Linked DNA regions of Mus musculus: region 2 is linked to region 1. Evidence: chromatin contacts called from public Hi-C data. All regions are on one chromosome and are shown on one strand. Each heading gives the region's core, a stretch centred on a gene start, on an enhancer-like site or on the middle of the called end of the contact. The rest is flanking DNA. Distances are from core to core; before and after follow the strand shown. Region 1 holds the start of Angptl2 (angiopoietin-like 2). Region 2 overlaps Ralgps1 (Ral GEF with PH domain and SH3 binding motif 1).

The links. A called contact is a pair of places that touch in the nucleus more often than the background predicts.
Region 2: a Hi-C map of uterus shows a contact between it and region 1. The contact joins the enhancer-like site here to the promoter of Angptl2 in region 1. A contact is called at or near these places in 4 of 39 promoter capture datasets (the C10 cell line, hippocampal neurons and liver), 6 of 484 Hi-C or Micro-C datasets (the G1E-ER4 cell line, hematopoietic stem cells, liver and 1 more), 4 of 115 datasets of contacts at active chromatin or transcription factors (embryonic stem cells, fibro-adipogenic progenitors, heart atrium and 1 more) and 4 of 9 other capture datasets (adipose tissue, embryonic stem cells, liver and 1 more).

Annotation. Positions count from the first base shown.
Region 1 is chr2:33,211,779-33,218,279 of GRCm38.p6, reverse strand. It overlaps Angptl2 (angiopoietin-like 2), which reads right to left and starts at 2,319. Exons shown (of 5, transcript NM_011923.4): 1 at 1,827-2,319. The region is part of intron 8 of Ralgps1 (Ral GEF with PH domain and SH3 binding motif 1); the gene reads left to right. Gm23546 (a small nucleolar RNA gene) reads left to right here and starts at 6,339; the gene lies at 6,339-6,475.
Region 2 is chr2:33,280,979-33,286,789 of GRCm38.p6, reverse strand. It overlaps Ralgps1 (Ral GEF with PH domain and SH3 binding motif 1), which reads left to right. Exons shown (of 20, transcript NM_175211.5): 5 at 1,882-1,965. Among named protein-coding and RNA genes, the nearest start is that of Angptl2, 68 kb to the right of the region's middle. Within about 2 kb of position 3,804, at least 48 of the 459 cell types and tissues checked have an H3K27ac peak or open chromatin away from gene starts, as enhancers often do. A contact at or near this core is called in adipose tissue, fibro-adipogenic progenitors, heart atrium and 2 more, where this site is marked.

The DNA.
Region 1 (6,501 bases), core at 1,070-3,569:
GGTGGCCCTCTTGCGGGACCAAGGAAGCTCCATTTTCCTATCCCTGTGGCTCTGACAGGGATGCCAGTAGGCAGATCCCAAGGGTGATGCAGGATAGCATCCTGCCTGGGAGAGTGGTGTTAGAAGTTTTGGTCTAGTTGTATGTTTTCTTACAATATACTTCTAGGATGTAGAAATGCTACAGGTGGCTCAAGCCCAGTCCAAGATGCAAAGTATCTTTAATACATTTTAATACTCTTTTATTATTTTATATTTAAATATAAATATATGAATAATATATGTGATAAATAAAATATAAAATAAAGTTATTTTAATACCCTTTAATCCTCATGTTGTGGTGACTGCCCCCCCAACCATAAAGCTATTTCATTGCTACTTCTTAACTGTAATTTTGCTACTGTTATGAATTGTAATGCAAATATCTGATATGTAGGATATCTGATGTGGTTGCAACCCACAGCTTAAGAACCGCTGCTTTAGAGAATGTATCCAGGTCAGGGCAAGAGTTGGGGTACTGGTTCTTCCCTCTGGGCATGCTGATGGTTGGGCTCTAATAACTGGTAACCAGGGCTTTAGAGACTCTGAACACATCTCGTGCGCCACCCCTGGAGAGCAGTGAGTGATGTGTGACTTGAAGAAACCCTGAAGTCACATGCCAGGCTTCCTCATCTGGGAGATGGAGGTAGTTAGATGTGTGTTGTGGGGTTGCTGCAGGTGTCTGCTGGGCTGTTGCTGAGCTGGGCTCTCAGCCCTCTTTTTCACAGATCAGGAAACTGAGGTTTAGAAAAGCTGTGATCTGCCACTTAACAGAGTTCAGACAGGAGCCAGCTCATAATCGCTGCCATACTAGGCCTGTACTTGGAAGAACCCATGTGGAGAGCACTGAGCTAGCTTTGGAACTTGTGTTCTCAGTCTTCCTCAAAGGGATCTTTTTCTGAGTAACAACACTGGCCTCTGGGAACTCTCCTAATCCCACAGCAGAGGCAATAGCTGACCCGTGACACGGATGTCACAGGGAGAGGGGAGGGATCAGCAGAGAATTTCTGTTTGGAAATGTTATCTCATGCTGAAGCGCTTGCTTTCAAGGGACTGACTCTGTATGTGGCGCCTGCTGTGTCCCCTCACTAGGCTGTTCAGAAAGCAGGTCCTCCACAGTCTCTCAGCCACATCCTGCTGGCTGGAGACCTGGGATCCATCTACTGTATCCTTGGGCGCAGAGGGAAAGTCAGGGCAGCACTTTGCCCCAGTCCTACCGACAGAAACTTGTGGGTGACATGTTCTGTCCCGCACAGGACGCCTCTGCTCCTGGCACGCTGGCAGCTCGTGCTGCCTGGCCCAGGGCACTTTCTGAACTGAGGCCCCCACTGCCTCAGGTCCGCATTACATCTGCTTCTGCTGTAGCATAACTCTAGCTGGCTGGGTGTGCAGGAGTCCGGAGCTTGAACACAACTTGCCCAGTCCTACACTGCCCTGCGACTCTCAGCCTGCTGCCCTTTCAAATCCGCACCTACACACATGCACATACCCGGCTACCAGCCTGTGTCCGACAGCCAAACCGGCTCACCCCAGAGGCTCTTTGTCTGAAAGAGGTGAGTGGAGCTCACCGATGAAGTCCTCAACATCCCAGCCCAGTGTGCTTGTGCCTCTACACCACCCTGCCCAAGTATTCACAGTCCTCTGCCTGGTCAGATGCTTGATTCAGCTCTGAGCAAAAGCAAGGTTTGACCCCTGTGGGGTCCAGCTGCACACGGAAGCTGGAGGAGTCAGGGTTGCCCGTCTCAAGCCCCTCTTCCCCTGGCTGCTGCAGTTGAGAGCTGACCCCTTACCTCTTCTCTCCTGCTTGGCCCTGGAGCAGCGCTTCACATGCCTCACGGTGCCATCAGCAGCACAGCCTGGCCGTGGCCTCCAGGAGAGGTCCCGAGTCTCAGGCTGGACTGGCCGCCGAGCAGCCCTGCCTCACTGGCCTCAGCTGGCAGCAGTCTATGCTCTCTGAAGCTCCTAGGGATGAGGCTGGCTCTGGTGTCACCGGGGCTGCTCCCAACCTGCTCTCCCTCACAGTGTGGTCCGCAGCTGCCTTAGTGCATGCTTCTTGCAGGTCCTGGGTCCAACAACACCACTCAGGGCTTGGGGTCCATCCCCAGGCCGACAGCAGCAGCCTCAGTTGAACTCCCAGGTCCTTTGTGGAGCCTTTACGTGCCGCCAGAGGAAACTGTGAGCACAGCCTGACCCTGGTTGGCTGCAGGCACTTCTCTCCGCCCACCAGTGCAAGAGGATCCCCCAGGCCCCAGAAAAGCTCTGGGCCTCCCCTCAGCTCCAGACAGGGGCGGGCCGCCTGGTGATGTCACACTAGCTCCAGCCCCAGCTGGCCCAGCCCCTCCTGCCTGCTTTGGCGGCCTGGGCGGGGCCCCCTCCTTCTTTGGCACAGGAAGGCTGGCCAGCTCTGCTCCTGGCTCACCAGCCTGCTCCACTCCCTGAAGGCTGACGTTGCTGGGGTGCCCTGTGTAGGCAAAGCGCTTCCACTGGACTCGGGTAACGGACTTGAGCAGCTGCGGCTGTGCAAGCAGCTGCTTGGGAGGCCAGGGAGCCCTGCTCACTCTTTCTGTGGATTGCCTTACTAAGTGTTCAGCATCTTCTTTCCAAACCACTTCATCCCTGCAGAAGGCACTGCTAATGTGGCAGTGGGGTAGGACAGTGAAAGTACCATGACTGGGTTGGGAAACTAGAGGAAGACTGTTTGCCACTCCCTGAGCTTCCTTCTCTACAGCATAAGTGAGCCACATTCCAGCAACACTGCCAGGTTCACCAAGGTCACCTGGGAAGGTCCGGTTACAGGATCAAGGACGGTGTGCCAGGTGGGCAGGTGGGCTGGACTTAAATCCAAAGCCCCTGCTATGTGACCCTGCCAGCCTTAGTTCTCAGCTGTGACTTGGGTGAACACGTGGTAGAGTCCCTGGGAGCTGTCAGTTGTGAATGGTCAAGAGAGTGGAGTGAGCGCTAAGACTGGTGGCTCCGAGTAGAGAAGGACAGGGCCTTGGTGCCTAGGCCACATCCTTCAGATGCATCAGGTCTGTTGAGCTGGCAGTAGAAGGCCACTGGCATCCTGCAGGGGTGTAGAGAGGGGGAGACCCCAAGTCCCATGCACAGGCTCACCCACTGCTTGATATTAGTGATGTCTCTTCTTTGAAAAGTGTTAGTGGTGGTGGTAACATTTAGGTACGAACTAAGAGGAAACTTTAGTGGCCCTCTCTTACAGCAAGTCAACATGGGATATTTTCCTGATCTCTAAGGAGACAGACCCACTGTGGCTCCCTCTCCTGAGACTGCCACCTTTTATTCAGGAAACAAATTATTTTTTCTGCTTCTCCTCAGCCTACTTAGCCCCTTCCCTCTTCTGTCAATTTCTTCTGTTCCTAGAAGAAACTACAGACCTTAAGGGACACCATTAGCCAGAGAGCTGATCTGGGCTGGGCAGGAAGTCTTTTTCTACCAGGGAGTGATGAGCACCGCTCTGCTTTCTGCCTAGGACCTGGTCCGGGTCCTGTGGCTGAACACCACTTATTTGGAAGTGAGTCACCATATTCCGCAGCGTGGTCATACAGCACATTGAGAGGCTGTCCCCTTTCACTTATCTTCCTCGCATTTCTAGGATGTGTTTATGAAGATGCTACTATTAGCCAAAGCCCCCGTCCTCTGACAGCAAACAGTTGGGCTGGGAGAAAACTGCTGCGTGCTGAGGGTGAATCTTACAGGGAGATGCAGCAGCCAGGGCCAGCTGCCGGATGAAATCTCTAAGCCCAATTCCATAGGATGGCTCAGACCCACTAGGCAATCAAGTGGGGGGTGGGGGATAGTCAGGGCTAGGTGGAATAGGTGAAAGTGCTATAGTTGCTTCTTCAAAGATAGTCCCAACATGCCCCAGATTACCAGGAGATTCTGACACTCCTCCCATTGAGAGGTAGTATCCATTCTCCATCCTTACAAGTCTGTGTGTGGTACCAATTTGTACTGGTAACTCCAGTACCATGAAATGAAGGAACCTGATGTCCAAGGCCAGAGAACAGGTGGTTACTTAAAGGCCAGGTGACATCTGCTCTGTCCACTGGGACACCGCCTCATAGAGCCTTGAGCAAGCCAGAGCCTGAGAAATTGAGGGTTCGTAGCACATGGTAGATAGTACTGCCTCCACTGGCATGTATGCAACGTCGCCTCCAGATGGTTCCAGCCTCTAGCTACTGAATTACCTCACCTATACTTTACTCTCAAGCATACAGTCTCCCTGTCAGGGTCCTGGCTCTGAAGGAGAGAGAGAAACCATCCCACTGTGGCACATCTGAATTCCTGGCTCACAGCTTAATGGAATAGTTATAGACTATTTGAGTTTTGATGTCATTTGTTAGACCACAGAAGTAACTGGAGAAGACACTGGGGCAAGAACAGTTATATGGTGCTCTTGTATTTTGTTTTGTTTGAGTCTGGATACTATTACATTGGCTGGCCACAAACTCAAAATCCTCCTACCTAAGCCTCCTTAGTGGTGGAATTACAGACACACACCACCATACCCAGCCATGAGGTGTTCTTTTAGTGGAGCCGAGAGAACGTTTTGGTTGAGGAGAGATGAGGCTCTGTTAGAGAGGTGGGATTAAGTCCCAAGGATCTAGTCACAGGCTTTTAGCAGTACATGGCTGGTAGTGTCTCAGTAAAAGGCCAGTGTTGAGGAGTCTGCTGCTGGAGCCACAGGCTGGGCATCTGAAACTGGAGGCTGTGCTTGAGCCATTTGGTGAGAAAGACGGGGTAGCTCATAGGACTTACCTGATGGCAAAGGAGTCTCCAGGACTACCACGTCCTCTGGTGACCGTGTAGCTCACGCATGTGGGTTATCGTGGTACTGCTGTTTGCATAACCCAAAGCTCCAACAATGTCAAAACCACCAGAGTGGCCTTGTCCCACCCATCTGTGTACAACCCTTGCCCTTTTGATGGCTCAAGACAACCAGGTGCCCTGCAGGCAAACTCAAGCTTCAGAGTCGGTTTCTCCTTTTCCTGCTCTGAACCTCTGAACCTCGCTTTCCCTCGTCTACAAAATGGGGGTGGTATGAGGATCGGCCTCAGAGAGCTATTATGAAAATCGATAAGGGGCTGAAGAGATGGCTAAGCTGTTAGAGTGCTAGGTGCCTCTCTAGAGGGTCTGAGTGTGATTCTCAGTACACACGTGATGGCCCACAACCACCTGTAACTCTCTTCTGGTCTTCCTGGGTGCCAGGCACACAGTGGAGCACAGACACACAGAGAGGCCAAACACTCATGCACATAAAATAAAAACATTTTTAAAATATTAATTGAGCTGTAAAGCACATTAGTTTAAGACATTCTGGCTCCATACAACCTGTGAATGCTGACTGTACTACTACTAGGCAGTCAGTACCTGTGTAGACAGATGTTTCCTCATCTGCTTTTGGTTTTGATACAGGGTCTCTTGTATCCTAAAATGACTGAACTCTCCGTGTAGCCGAGGAAGACCTTGAACTTGCCATTTTCCCAACTCTACCTCCTGAGTGCTGGAATTCACAGGTGCGCATTGCTACATCCGGTTCATGTGGTGCTAGGGATGAAAGCCATTGCATTTTGCATGCTAGGCAAGTGCTCCGCCGAGCCACCCCTCCAGCCTTGTTTGTTGTTTCAGACAGGGTCTCCGTGTGTAGTCCAGGCTGGCTTGGATCCGAAGATCCCTTTGCCTCAGTTTGAGTGTTGAGCTTGCAGGCAGAGACTAGCACATTTGGCTACAGCTGGCCTTATTTCCTCCTCTGTATTTTTTTAAGTTTTTCTCTTCTTGTGGCTTCTTGGAGTTTGACTGTGATGTGATCAAAAGTGATATTCTTTGCATTGACTCCTTGTGGGGGTCACTGAGGCTCTTGGGCCAGTGACTGCTTTTCTCTCTCACACATTTAGGAGAGAGGCTTTATTTCTATTTCCTGCTCCTCTCTCAACCCCATCTGCACGCTGAGGTCCCGCGAATCTGTCTGTGTACTCCTCCTTGTGCAGTTTAGATCTTTTCTCTGGTTCCCGCTGTGCCAACCTTCCCTTTCTGTATCAGTCTATTCATTTCAAGCGAAACATTTGTTAAGTATTATACTTTTCATTTTATAATTTTCACTTGAGTTTTTTTAAAAAGGCAGATTCTGGGTGTTTAGCTCAAGCCAACTAGAAACTCTTGAGTAGCCCAGGTTGGCCTCGAACTCACAGAGCTTCTCCTACCTCTGCTTCCCCGGGAATGGTATTGAGGGTGTACACTACCACAACCAGTTAGATTTAGAACAAGCAAACAAAAGCTAGAGGATAAACCCCTGTCAGTGGGCAAAGAGACCCCTTGTTGGTGGTGTTGCTTTTATGTCAGTCAGGGGCAGAGCGAATGGCAGTTCATCCTAGCTTGATGCCTGGCTTGGTGGCCAAAGCTGCCTTATGCCTAGGATTCATAAAAATCAACTCAAATCCAGGCAGTGCA
Region 2 (5,811 bases), core at 2,555-5,054, 67 kb before region 1:
GGCATCTGTCAAATGCTAGTCTTAGTTGATCTTGTTTTCAGACTTGGGATCTAGAATTGTGAGGTTGAGAAAGACTGGACCTGGCTCACTGTCTCATGGGGCTGACAATGCTGTTTTATAGATGTGAGGCAGCCAGGAAGAGGTGTGTCCCAGTTCTTGATTGGTCTTGTATGTCCATGTCCAGGCAGTTCCTTTGTCAGTCACACAGGCTACAGTTTGGTTATAACTTGCTTCCCACATGTGCCTGCTGGGACTCATCACTGGGTCCTGAGGTACCCTGATGAGCATTTGCTATTCCAGCTGTATACTTTTTAAAAAGGCCAATATGGTGGAGGCCTGGTTGGAATCAGCGGGTCTTAGAAGTCTAGATAGAGAAAGTCTCTCCCCCCTTTCTCAGTCAGGACACCCCACAGCACAGGCTGGGAGTGCTGGGCCTTTGTTTGATGGCCTTGCCTTGGTCTTCTTATAGCCTCCGAATTGTCTTGGTGGGTCCTAGGCTGTGCGATCTGTGCCTCTTACTCGCACAGATCGCAAAAGCGGCAAGAAAACTTTATGTGGTGCAAAGTAATAGCGGATGTCAGGAAGAGACATGCTGTCAAGAGTGATAGTGGCCACATGAGCAGGGAACTCAAGGCCCCTGATTATTGTTGGGGTTCAAGAGAAGGAGCATGGTTGCTAAGGGCTACAGCATAGGTGGTTCTTTGATTTGATGGGTGAGCTTGAATGATATAACTTGAATTATGTAAACTTTTATACCCTGTACATGTCCTTTCCCATGATGCCTCTGGTTTTAGTCACGTGTGTGCCTCGTTATGTACAGGCATGGGGTGATAAATGAGGGGTCCTCCCTGAAAGTCCACTCAGAGGATGCCGTCTGCTTTATTGTTTAGGTACTCAAACAAACTCAGGCTGGATTGGGCCCCCAGCCTCATGCTGGATAGAACTGAAGTGTGATTTAATAGGATCTCTCTGTTTAATGGTCATTCAATGGCAGGAGAAGCTTACTCCACTGTTCTAAGAGGGGAATGCTTGTAGCTCAGTAGAGGTGGGCACTCTGGCTTACTGACAGGTGGCTTGTTCAGAGAAGGGGGTGTGTACAGCACATGCAGGCGTGAGGTGTCTCACGTGCAGTGTTAAAAGAGGGGCATGTGTGTGTACAACCCGTGCCGAGTAGAGTAGGAAGTTGATAAACTAGACCCTGTGCTTGCCTGCCTTGACATGACCCCACACGACAGCTTTTGTTATTCAAATAGAAGCCACCTTTGCTGACAGGTAAAACTTAGCTACTTTGATTTATCAAATCATGCTGCTAAGCCTTCTGGGAGATTGGACACATGCTCCTGCACTGGTGGCATTTTTCTGTCCCGTCTCTGTAGAAAAAGTAGGAGGGGCAGCTTCAGGGCAGAATCCCAGGCAGTCCCAGAAGCAGCTGTAGTTGCCAGATTGCAGGAATGAAGGATGTCTGTGTGACCAACAGAATCTGAGATTCCTCTGCTGGATTTGAATTTAAGCTAGCCTAGAGCCCTGGAGCTTTATCCAGGGTGGGATGAGTCCTGTTGAGTTAAGCATTGACCCCCTTCTCAGACAATCTGGATTGCACGAGGCCTCTACGTCCCAGAGAAGCCGGCACAGTGACAATAGTAAATATTTTTGCAAAGAATCTTGGGAAATGGGGTACAGTGTGGCGGGGGGGGGGGTACGCCGTGTTTCTGCCTTTCCTCTCAGCTGCTCCCTCACCTGCAGACGTGGCCCCTCCCCTCCCTGGTGAGCTTAGCCATAGCCAGGGCCACAGCCCTGCCCACCTCCATGTTCACAGTCCAGGCACATGCCCTGTGACTTTGCATCCTGACTGAATTCCTCTCGACTCTGCTTCCTTCCCAGGAGTTGGCCAGTTGTGGATGGAGTAAAAAGGAGAAACACAGTCTTGCCCCCAACGTCGTGGCCTTTACCCGGAGGTTCAACCAGGTAAGCAGCGTCCCTTGGAGTATCTGTTCTCCCGGCAGCCCACGGAGCCCAAAGCCCTTCAGGGGTCAGTCCCAGCCTCCTGGCCCTGGGTCCCAGTTCTCTTTCCTGACTGCCCACTGCTACTCAGCGTAGTTCACAAGGCAAGTGAGGCTGACTCCTGTACTGCAGCCTCCCCACAGGAGCTCAGCTTCTGTGCAGTTAGGCAGAGGATCTCACCATGGCTTCCCAGCTTGCCTCAGTTCTCTGTCTCCTTTCTTCTCCAGCCCCTGGGTCTGCCTTCTCTGCCATACCTCTGTCCCATGTCCTGTGCTCTTGGCCCAGGACTCTTCCTGTTTAACTTCGAGTGTCACTTCTGCAGGGAGCACCCATCAAACACCTCATTGCAACCATTTTGGTTTTCTCCGTGTGGCCCCCAGTTCCACTGTCTTTGGTTTGTGTGTCCTGTGGTCTCTGTGAGGACTTGTCTGTCCTGCTTATCATCCAGCCTGCCATCTTGCCAATGTCAGACTCCTGTGTAAAGGACCCTCAGGAAACACACCTGATGCAATGAGTGGGAGTTTAGGAGGTACTGCTTGAGGTGCACTTCCTGGTATCCCGACCCACTAGGCCCCACATGCTGCAGTCTGACTTGGTCTAGCCAGAACTCTGGCTTCAAATATAACGAGCTACCTCCTCCTGCAGTGTAAAGATCTAGGCTCATGGGAACAAACAAGAAGCTCAGAGGCAAATGGGAGAGCTGCAGGGACCAGCTCTTCTGCTTTCTCCCCAGAACCTCTAGTGCTGTGCTTTGATAGTAAGCTCTCACATGGCTCCCTTTGCACAAACCAGACTTCCACACAGGATTCCTCTTGGTTTTTTCCCCCTTGTTTTTCTGGTTTCCAGTGAGGTCAGTGACCTAAAGGTTGCATAATTGTGTGTCCAGCCCTCTGGGTCCTGGGGCCCACATTCCCTTGGAGTCTTGGTTTCATCTGGGCCTTCCCTCTCGGAAATGTCTGGCCCTGTACATCACTGTTGCTCAACGTCTTAGCCTTCTGCTGCCTCTACATCCATCCATGGGCAGGCAGCAGGCATCTTGGACAAGCACTGGCTTGTAGCCTGAAGATCAAGGCTGGGGCAGGCATGATTTGTTTGTTTGTTTGTTTGAGCCAAGCACAGCATAACTGCCTCTGTGCTGGGAGGGCTGAGAAGTGATTTCTTTCTCTTTGTATTGTAAATCTTTTCCTTTCAAACTGAGCTTACTCTTTAAAAAAGGAAAAGAAGCCCAGTATAGTGGTATACTTCTTTAATCCCAGTGCTTGGGAGGCAGAGGCAGGTGGACTTCTGAGTTCAAGGCCAGCCTGGTCTACAGAGCAAGTTCTAGGACAGCCTGGCTACATGGAGAAACCCTGTCTCAAAAGCAAAACAAAACACAAAAACCAAACCAAAACAAAAAAAAGATGATGACGTGGATGGGGGGGTGGGGGGTGGGGAGCAGGAAGAAGAGGAAGAGGAGGAGTAAAAGCCAGATGTGTACACACTGTCAGAGGATTCATAGTTTCTTTAACAGTAATCTTTGATTGGGAGCCGACCTAGCCTCCACCTTGGGCCAGCCATGGAACTCACAGAGGGTAGGTCCTTGGGGACTCTGTAATCTGCTCTTTACACAGGGCAGCCAGGGCAGCTTGGCAAGGGCAGTACAGCCCATGTGGCAAGCGGTTGTATTGTGTCCATCCCAGACCAAGGGATGCAGTGAGCCAGCCATGTTTTCTCAAACATTATGCTCCAGGAAATGCAGGCTCACGGAGAGCCAGCAGCTTCTGGACACAGCCTGGGAGCTCTGGCTTGAAAACTGGCCAGAGGCCAGCCTTGGCCCATGGCTGGGATTGCTGTCTTTGGATGAGCTCACTGGTCTTCTTATGGGTAGAACTGAACCACGTGAAGACAAGACACCTTATTAGACTCCAGATAAGAGCTAGAAGCCACTGACCTCTTCAGAGCCCCATTTCCTCACCGGTACCTAGGAATATCAACACACTGACTTTAAGGAGCTATTGTAAGGGTAACAGAGAGTGGCATCTGACAGATAGTGGGCTGCAGATGTTTCAGAGGCTGCAAGAAAAGCCTGAAGGTCAGGAGGCGAGAAGGAAGCTGCCGGAGCATCCGGGATTCTGGGACCAAACTGGAAACCCAGCGCCAAGTGTCCTGCGCAGCCTGCCTGCTCCTCTTGGGATCTGAATGCCTCTGCATCCATCCATGGGCAGGCAGCAGGATTGGAATCAGGATTTTCTCATTCAGCAGCAGGATGGTAGAACTTAGCCAGGTTTATCCAAGGTCTGTGATGTGTCCCTGTGCCATAGAGTTTACCCTGGCCTTTGTGTTACTGAGAGAATCTGACAGTAGCACATCTGAAAGTACATACATGCACTTGCATTTGATTTGGGGGCTCAGAGCTGCTCTGAAGTGTATGCAGGGACGGAGCTGGATGCGAGCCTTAGCCGTGGCTCGATAGCTGTGGGATATTGGACTGGCTTCTGGCTTCTATACTCATCTTCCTCGGGGATCATCCCAAGTGGGCTTTGAAGATTAAATGAGGAACTGTACTCGACCCATAGGAACTGAGTCACTAGCTTCAGAGAGAAAGTGCTGTGGCTCAGAGCACCTGGTTACAAGGAAGGTACAGTAAAAAGGAGAGGCTAACGCTTTAGAGTGTGAGGGCCGCAGTGTGTTCAAGGGGACTTGAGAACTGAGGACTGCTGCCATTTGTCATGTCCAGAGGGTGAGGTTTGCAAAGGATGCTGGGTAAGGGAATCTAAGTGGGAAGAACTTGACAGAAGGACGAATCTGGAAGTGCACTTGAGTGAAGGACTGTTCAGGCGACCTGCGCAGAGCTGGTAGAGAGCCCCTGGGTCTTAGCCACACATACAGCAAGGTAGGGCACCTGTGGACAGAAGAAGAGTAGGTGATACAGCCACAGAAGCTCTGCAGATAAAGGGAGGACAGAGGGGCCAGTGACATCCAGGAAGCTGGTTGTACTTTCCTTTTTTCAAGTGGGCGAACCCATGAGGGTGCTCGTGTCTGAATGGAAGGGTTCAGGATGCCAGGGAAAGCCAAAGGCAAGGAGAGCCAGGGTCTGTGTGACAAAGGCCTAGAGGAGCTGGGAAAGGGAAGTCCTGGGAGCTGTCATAAGGGAGACACAGCTACAGGCAGCCTAGAGGTACAGTATGAGGAAGATTGGAGACAAAGGGGGCATTGGGGTGGGAAGCGTGCTGACTGTCGAAGACTGTGAGAGAGCCCCAAGCACTGATAGGGGCCCAGGTAGAAGAGCACACAGCACTTAAGTACGAGCATGCGAGGACATGTGGGCAGTCTGTCCATGCACACAGCTGGAAGGGTTGAGGGGCAAGGGGACTTCCTTAAGGGGCAAGAGTGAATGACAAATGGAAGAACAATCTGCCTAGGAGGAGAAAGGGCTCCAGGGGACTCAACAAGAAAGGGGAGAGGAAGGACTCAAAGTCTCGAGGCTCTGGGTTCAAGGTGAGAACATAGGTGAACAGCCTCGAGCAGTGAGGAAGGAGGTAACAGAAGAGGCTGGGGGTGATGGTTACTGCAGTCAGAGAGGCAATGGGATAGGAGGCCACATTCATCTGCAGAAATGTCATAGTTGCTAAAGGAGAAAGGTAAAATTTAGTGACGAGGAAGACAGTTACCCTTTTATGCATGTGGAGGCCAGAGGTTGCTCTCAGATGCCATTCCTTGGCTGGAGTCCACCTCTTCCTTTCTTCCCCTCCCACCCACTTGAGACCAGGTCTTTGACTGGCCTGAAACTCACCAAGTAGGCTGGCCAGTAAATTCCATCAATCCTCCTAC